Regions from separate parts of the Sus scrofa genome. Here region 2 is linked to region 1. The links are chromatin contacts, called in public HiChIP or PLAC-seq maps. All regions are on one chromosome and are shown on one strand. Each heading gives the region's core, a stretch centred on a gene start, on an enhancer-like site or on the middle of the called end of the contact. The rest is flanking DNA. Distances are from core to core; before and after follow the strand shown.

The links. HiChIP or PLAC-seq counts read pairs in DNA pulled down with a chosen protein or histone mark.
Region 2: a contact with region 1 is called in an H3K27ac HiChIP or PLAC-seq map of alveolar macrophages. The contact joins the promoter of THAP1 here to the promoter of SLC20A2 in region 1. A contact is called at or near these places in 1 of 5 promoter capture datasets (liver) and 1 of 2 datasets of contacts at active chromatin or transcription factors (alveolar macrophages).

What each region holds. Positions count from the first base shown.
Region 1 is chr17:11,548,050-11,551,281 of Sscrofa11.1, reverse strand. SLC20A2 (sodium-dependent phosphate transporter 2) reads left to right here and starts at 1,659. Exons shown (of 12, transcript XM_021078067.1): 1 at 1,659-3,232. It overlaps SMIM19 (small integral membrane protein 19), which reads right to left and starts at 1,375. Exons shown (of 4, transcript NM_001190223.1): 1 at 1,150-1,375.
Region 2 is chr17:11,771,830-11,775,061 of Sscrofa11.1, reverse strand. THAP1 (THAP domain-containing protein 1) reads left to right here and starts at 1,741. Exons shown (of 3, transcript XM_003359869.4): 1 at 1,741-2,742. The coding sequence starts at 2,672.

The sequences.
Region 1 (3,232 bases), core at 410-2,909:
GAATCACTTATAGAGCTCCAAGAGTGTCTTTCAACACAGCCCAACTCCTAAGTGTGATTTTCTTGCAGTCCTCTGAATCCCTAAAGGTTTGAGTTCCTCAAACGGAAATGTATAAGCTCACAGGGCTTCCACTAAGACGAAGGAAATTAACATTTGAGGGCGCCTGTGCTGGCAGCGCCCGCATTCTCTGAATTTTCACAACCCGCCTGCTGGGAGGCACTAAAGTTCCATTTGGCCGAAGACCGGGGATGGTGGTGGTGGTTTTGCAACTTGCCCAAAGCCGTCGAGGCCAGGGTATGGAGGGAAGTGTAGTCACATACCTAACCCCCAAACGTGAACGCTTCAGGCCCCACCCAGACCCGTGACACCCCCAGGTCCTGGAAAGAAGTGTGGTGAAGCAGGCACCTCGAAATCCATCCCCCACCCCCGTGTAAGCGGCCAGGGCAGGAGCGGCCTGGGCGCCGGCGCCCGCAGGCTGCACGGTGCGATCCTAAAGCGCGTCCGCTAAACCCAGCGGTCCCCAGCCAGCCCCGGCCTCGCGCTGGGGAGACCGCGACTTCCACCTCTCCATCCGCGTTTCCGGAACTCGGAGCCTCCCTACTCCCTCCCGCCTGAGAGGCTCAAGCGGGGCGCAGCGGCTGAGAGGCCCGGACGCCGGCGGGCAGTGGGCCGGGCACCGGGCTGGGGGCGCCTGCCCCTCCCCGTCTCCCCCTCCCCCACAAGCCGGGGCGGGGCGCACGGCGGGGGCGGGGCCGGACGGGGGCGGGGCCGGGCGGCCGCAGGCGCGGGGCGCGGGTCCACTCACGCTGCTCGCTCCGCAGGCGGCGCGAGGCTGGGCTGCTCTGCTCGGGGCTCCTTCCCCCGCAGTTGCGGCCGGACGCGCGGAGCCGGTTACCGAACGGACCCGGACGACCTCTGCTTCGTCATTTCCTGCCGGCCCGTTGGCTTCCGGATGGAACAAGGAGCCAGGTCTTTCCCCCCCGCCCCCCTCTCAGGGTTTGAACCGGAGAAGCGCAGCGACGGCCCCGGTGCCGCCTCCGGGCGCGTGAGTGGAGCCCGGTTCCCTTCCCTCCCCCGTGGCGCGGCGCCGGCCCCGCCCCCGGCCCCTCCCCGCCTCCCGGACCCGTAGCTACCCCGGCCTGCTGCTACCTCGGGGCTCCAGGGCGGTGGGTCTGGCCGCCGGCTGGAGGTCCACGTGGGTCCGGCCGCGGCGCGTCCGAGCGGGCCGGGAGAGGGGCCGGGTCCTCCGGGAGCGCAAGCAGCTTCCCGTCCCGCCTCGGCGCTCCTGGGCGCCGCTACCCGCGCGGGAGAACGAGTGTGCCTTGGCCCACGGTCGAGATTTAGCTGGAAACGCAAAGATTTTCTCTTTTCGTAATGAGGGCAGAGGGTTACTTTTAGTATTTACTTAGGAAAGCACGTGCTCTCCACACTTTTGCTGCACTTTTCTTGTCATAATAAATGATGCGTGCTGAGAGTATTGAAGTGTTTTAAAAACTGGATGTGCCCAGGATGCTGTAGTATTATTGTTAAAGTGACTTTGGGGTATTTAAGATTTGTGTGTGTGTAAAGAGTTGAAAAATTCTAGCTCGAGACAGGTAAAGAATTTATGTAGGATTTCAGCATCAGCATTGAAGTAATCCGATTTCAGCGGTTGGCGTAGCCTTGCAAATAAATGGCCACTTGTTCACGTGCTCGAGGTCTTAACTATTCATTTTGAGCGTGTTCTCTAGGATCAGCTGACTGCTGATTATAATTCATACTAGACCTTGTAGAGGTTGTATCCTTAATTGACAAGCAGAGATTAGAGCTAAGATTTAACACTCTACCCTTAGCAAGTTTTCTCTGCTTCTTTGTGGATCATTCTGTTAAAATTAAACTCAACTCTTCTGTAGAGGAAGAGCATTCCTTGGTATATAACAAAAGCTTTATTTTTAGTAGTAACATATTAGCTTATATATAGTATGTATATATAATCATATATGTAGTTTTGTAACTATTTAGTACAACTCCAAAGTTGGAAAATTAGAATCAATAATAATTGGGTAATGTTGAGTACCTACCGAGTGTTTGCCAGGCCTGTGCCATACTTTCTTTCATTTAATCTTCCAGATAACTTTTTGCATAAACATAGGTTGTTCAGAAATATTTGAGTACACGAGTTGATTTGAATGTGTCCAAGTGTGGAATATGTACATTAATTACTTCTGTTTCTGTTTTTTTTCAGTTTTTTTTTTTTTTTTTGTAAAATAAGGGTGTTGGCAGTATATAATGACTCAGAGAGTAAATGAATGTGTTTTTCAAGTTGGAAGAGGGCTTTACAATTACATGGAAGGGCAGTCAGTCCCTTCATTAGGGTATTCAGTAGTTTCCAAAGCCCTGTGTCATGTCTCTTTATCCAAGTTGCCATTACGTATCATTGTCACGCAATGAACAGGCCAGGCTTAGGACACTGGATAAAGGTAAATGTTGGGAAAGCCTTAATGTCCCCTTCTGAAAGGCCCCCTCTTTCCATATTTAGTTTCTAAGTGACATTCTTAATAAGAGTTAACAAATGACAGTCAAGCAGGAAGAGTAATTTTCTAGTACCAAACCAAGGAAATAAAAAACAGTGAATTGGCTATTACTTCTTAACATACCTGTGAATGTTAAGAATCTTGGGTAATCCATGCTGTAGGAGTTCTACCTGATTTTTCAGTTTGCCTTGAAATGTCTTCAACATATTCCAGTCCAGTATTTTGTGCATTAACAAGTTAAGTTTTTGGAGTTCCCCCCCATGACGGAGTGGGTTAAAAATCTGATTGCAGTGGCTCAGGTCACGGTAGAGCCCTGGGTTTGATCCTCGGCAGTGAGTTAGGCTGTTGGTGCAGCTGTGGCGGAGGTGGCAGCTGGGGCTTGGATGTGGTCCCTGGCCCAGGAATTTCCACATGGCATGGGGGTGGCCAAAAGAAAAGAAAGGAAAAGAAAAAGTTAATTTTTTGACTGGATTTAATTGAGTAGTTTTGACTTCCTTAATCCAGAAGTTTTATTTTGACTGTGTTTCCAGAGATACAGTTTAATGATGTATGGAGGAATAACAGTGATGAGAATGATGGTGGGATCCAGCAGTTGCATCTTGTGAGAGCAGAAATAGCTGAGAGAACGTGCAGAGGATGAGGGAGGGAGGTGCTTGGAAATGTGTCGTATTTGCGGTTGGAGCGTATTTTCAGATAGTGCTCCATCACTGGAGGAAGAG
Region 2 (3,232 bases), core at 492-2,991, 220 kb before region 1:
TCAAAAGGGCTCCTGACTCCCCCCGCCCAACTACTGATACTTTCTTTCATGTAGATATTCCTCAGTCCTAGGATCCCACAGCTGATGACCCAGCTTCCAAACTTACCCACCCCTCCAAGGCCACTAGTCTGTCAGGGGACATAGCTCTTTTTTTTTTTTTTTTTTTTTTTTTTTTTTAAGGCCATCAGCATCTCGGTAAAAAGCACCACCATCCATCCATCTAAATGCTCAAGCCAGTGGGAAGTTCTCTGGTGGGTTACTGGTTGGGATTTGGCGCTTTCACCCATATGGCCCCAGTTCTGTTCTGGGAACTGAGATCCCACATTAAGCCGCTGAACGTTGTAAAACAATTTTTAAAAAAATGCTCACACCCAAAACTCAAGCTTAAATTACCCCTGATATCTTTATCTTAATTTTTTTTTTCTCCTTTTAGGGCCTCACCCGCAGCATATGTAGGTTCCCAGGCTAGGGAACTAATCGGAGCTGTAGCTGCTAGCCACGGCCACAGCAATTGGGATCCGAGAAACACGTGAGGTAGACCACAGCAACCGGGTCTCAACCCATTGAAACCCGAGTCCTCACGGATACTAGTCGGGTTTGTTAACCACTGAGCCAGGAGGGAGGGGGAACTCCTTCCTCATTCCTTTTTTTTTCGTCTTTTTAGGGCCACTAATGGCCACACTCGAGGCATGCGGAGGTTCCCGGGCTAGGGGGTCTAATCGGGGCTAGAGCTTGCCCGCCCTGCACCACAGGTACAGCACCGCCATTTCCGAGCCGCGTATGCGAACTACACCACAGGTCACCGCAACTCCGGATCCTTAACCTGCTGAGCAGGACAGGGATCCAACCTGCAACCTCATGGTTCCTAGTCGGATTCGTTTCCACTTGCGCCACAGTGGGAACTCTGTGTCTTCCTCATTCTTGTTTCCACTACCAGCAAGCCCTGGTGTTTCTACCTGTTAGCATAGGCATCTACTCCTTGGTCCAAAGTTGCCAATCTCCTGTCTGCTTGCAACAGCCTCTTAATTGGTCTGCTCTTATTAATTGGTCTGCTCACTCACTGTTGCCCCTCCCTGATAAATTCTTGGCATAATAGCCAGAATGACCTTTTATTTTTTTATTTTTTAGTCTTTTGCTGTTGTTGTTGCTATTTCTTGGGCCGCTCCCGCGCATATGGAGGTTCCCAGGCTAGGGGTCGAATCGGAGCTGTAGCCACCGGCCTACGCCAGAGCCACTGCAACTCGGGATCCGAGCCGCGTCTGCAACCTACACCACAGCTCACGGCAACGCCGGATCGTTAACCCACTGAGTGGGGGCAGGGATCGAACCCGCAACCTCATGGTTCCTAGTCGGATTCGTTAACCACTGCGCCACGACGGGAACTCCCCAGAATGGCCTTTTAAAAACGTTTATTAGATCATGTCTCTCCCCGCCTAAAATGGCTCAGCGGCTTCACGCTGCAGTATGCCCCCACCCACTCACTGGGCTCTGCCATTGCAGGCCCCATTCAGTTCCTAGAAGACAGACCTTTTTACTGCCTCCAGGCCTTAGCACGCACTTCTTGTGGCAGAAACCCTCTCCCCCCGACCCGTTGTTTGGTTCTCAGATTTAACATTCCCTTCTCAGAGAGTAGGCAGTGACCCTCTCCTTACTACCCTCATCTCGGCATTCTAATGTATTCAGGCACCTGAGCACACTGTGATTTTATTTACATTTTTATTGTCTGTTTCCCCTTACTAGGACTTAAGCTACGAAGACTGGGCCTATGCTAGTCTTGCTCACCAATTAAAAAAAAAGAAATTATGAGCCATGAGATTACTCAACAGCCCGTTATCGACACAGACGAAAGGAGCCGGCCAAAAGGGCTGCAGCTGTTGGCGAGTCCCAACACGGCACCTGGAGATCATTAAGATAACTGCAGCATTAGTGAGAGAAGCCCCTAGAGACTGGGCTCGCGGTGTGTGCAGGTGCGGGCTTTCCTGGCTAAACTCTTCACCTGGGCTCCGCAAAGCCTCAGAATACCTGAAGCAGGTAAGAGAGGTTAGCGGGCCGGGAAGGGAGTCCACCAAGTTTTACACATCACGCCATCTGGGACCGCCCTTTTAGAGAAACAAGGCAATTATGCAACGACCTCAGCTTTACACCTGTCCTGCTTCAGGCCAGCAGACCCAATAGACGGTAGAGTGCCGCGAATCTGAACCGCCCAGCATAAGTAACCCCAAGCAGCACCGCCGGGGCGGAATCGGTCCTGCGCTCCCACCCCCCTCTCCCAGGTAATTACTCCTTCCTTCCGGAAGCTCGGAGGCCCCGCCCACTTCCGCAACGCTCAGTCCGCCGCGCGGCGGGACTCAGCCAATGGCCTGCTTCCCAAGAAACGTTACCTCTGACCTCAGGGCTAATCAAGAGACAGTAGGACTAACGCCTCGCGAGAGGTGAGGTTGAAGCTGTCTCCGCCATCTTGGAGACGGGAGACGGGCGATGGCTGTGGTCCTTCTGCTAATGCAAACAACAAAACGGACACATTAGTCGCTCCCGAGTGAGCCTCTCGTCATTGTAACTGTTGACCAAAGCTACGGAAGAAGAGAGGGTGTCAAAGTCGAGCGCGACGACATTGATAGCAGCCTCAACTGCCTGCTGGGGCGGCAGAAGTGAAGTAACCAGGACCGGAAGGATGGTGCAGTCCTGTTCCGCCTACGGCTGCAAGAACCGATATGACAAGGACAAGCCCGTTTCTTTCCACAAGTAAGTATCCTGAGCGCCTCCTGGGCCTCGCAGGGGCTGGGGGCGCGCGGCCCTGCTCGGGGGCGGGGCCAGGCGCGTGTCCGCGCGAGACCTAGTGGGAGGGGCGGGGCGCCGTCTGGCGCTGGGACGGGGAGCGGTGGGCGTGCCCCTGGCGTCACCCGCGGCGCTCCGCCCCGGGATGCGCGTTCTCGGTTGCGTCGCCGCGGAGGCTGTTCCTCGCGCTCCAGTTTCTAGCGGAGCTCAGGGTAGCTAGTTCGCGGCCCACCCACGAAGCCTAGAATTCCCGTGAGTCGTGGGGTGTCCAGACCGAGAGGCAGCTGGGTCTCACCACCAGGGTCGTAGAGAAGCCAGGTAGTAATGCCACTTTAGCCGTAAAGTTGAAGAGGAAACAGCCGGGAAGTCACGAACTTTGATCCCCTGCGGTGGGGGGAGTCCAGCATCACAGCATTTAGGCATTGACGTGGGCGGGATTTCAGGGAGGATGTTTTGG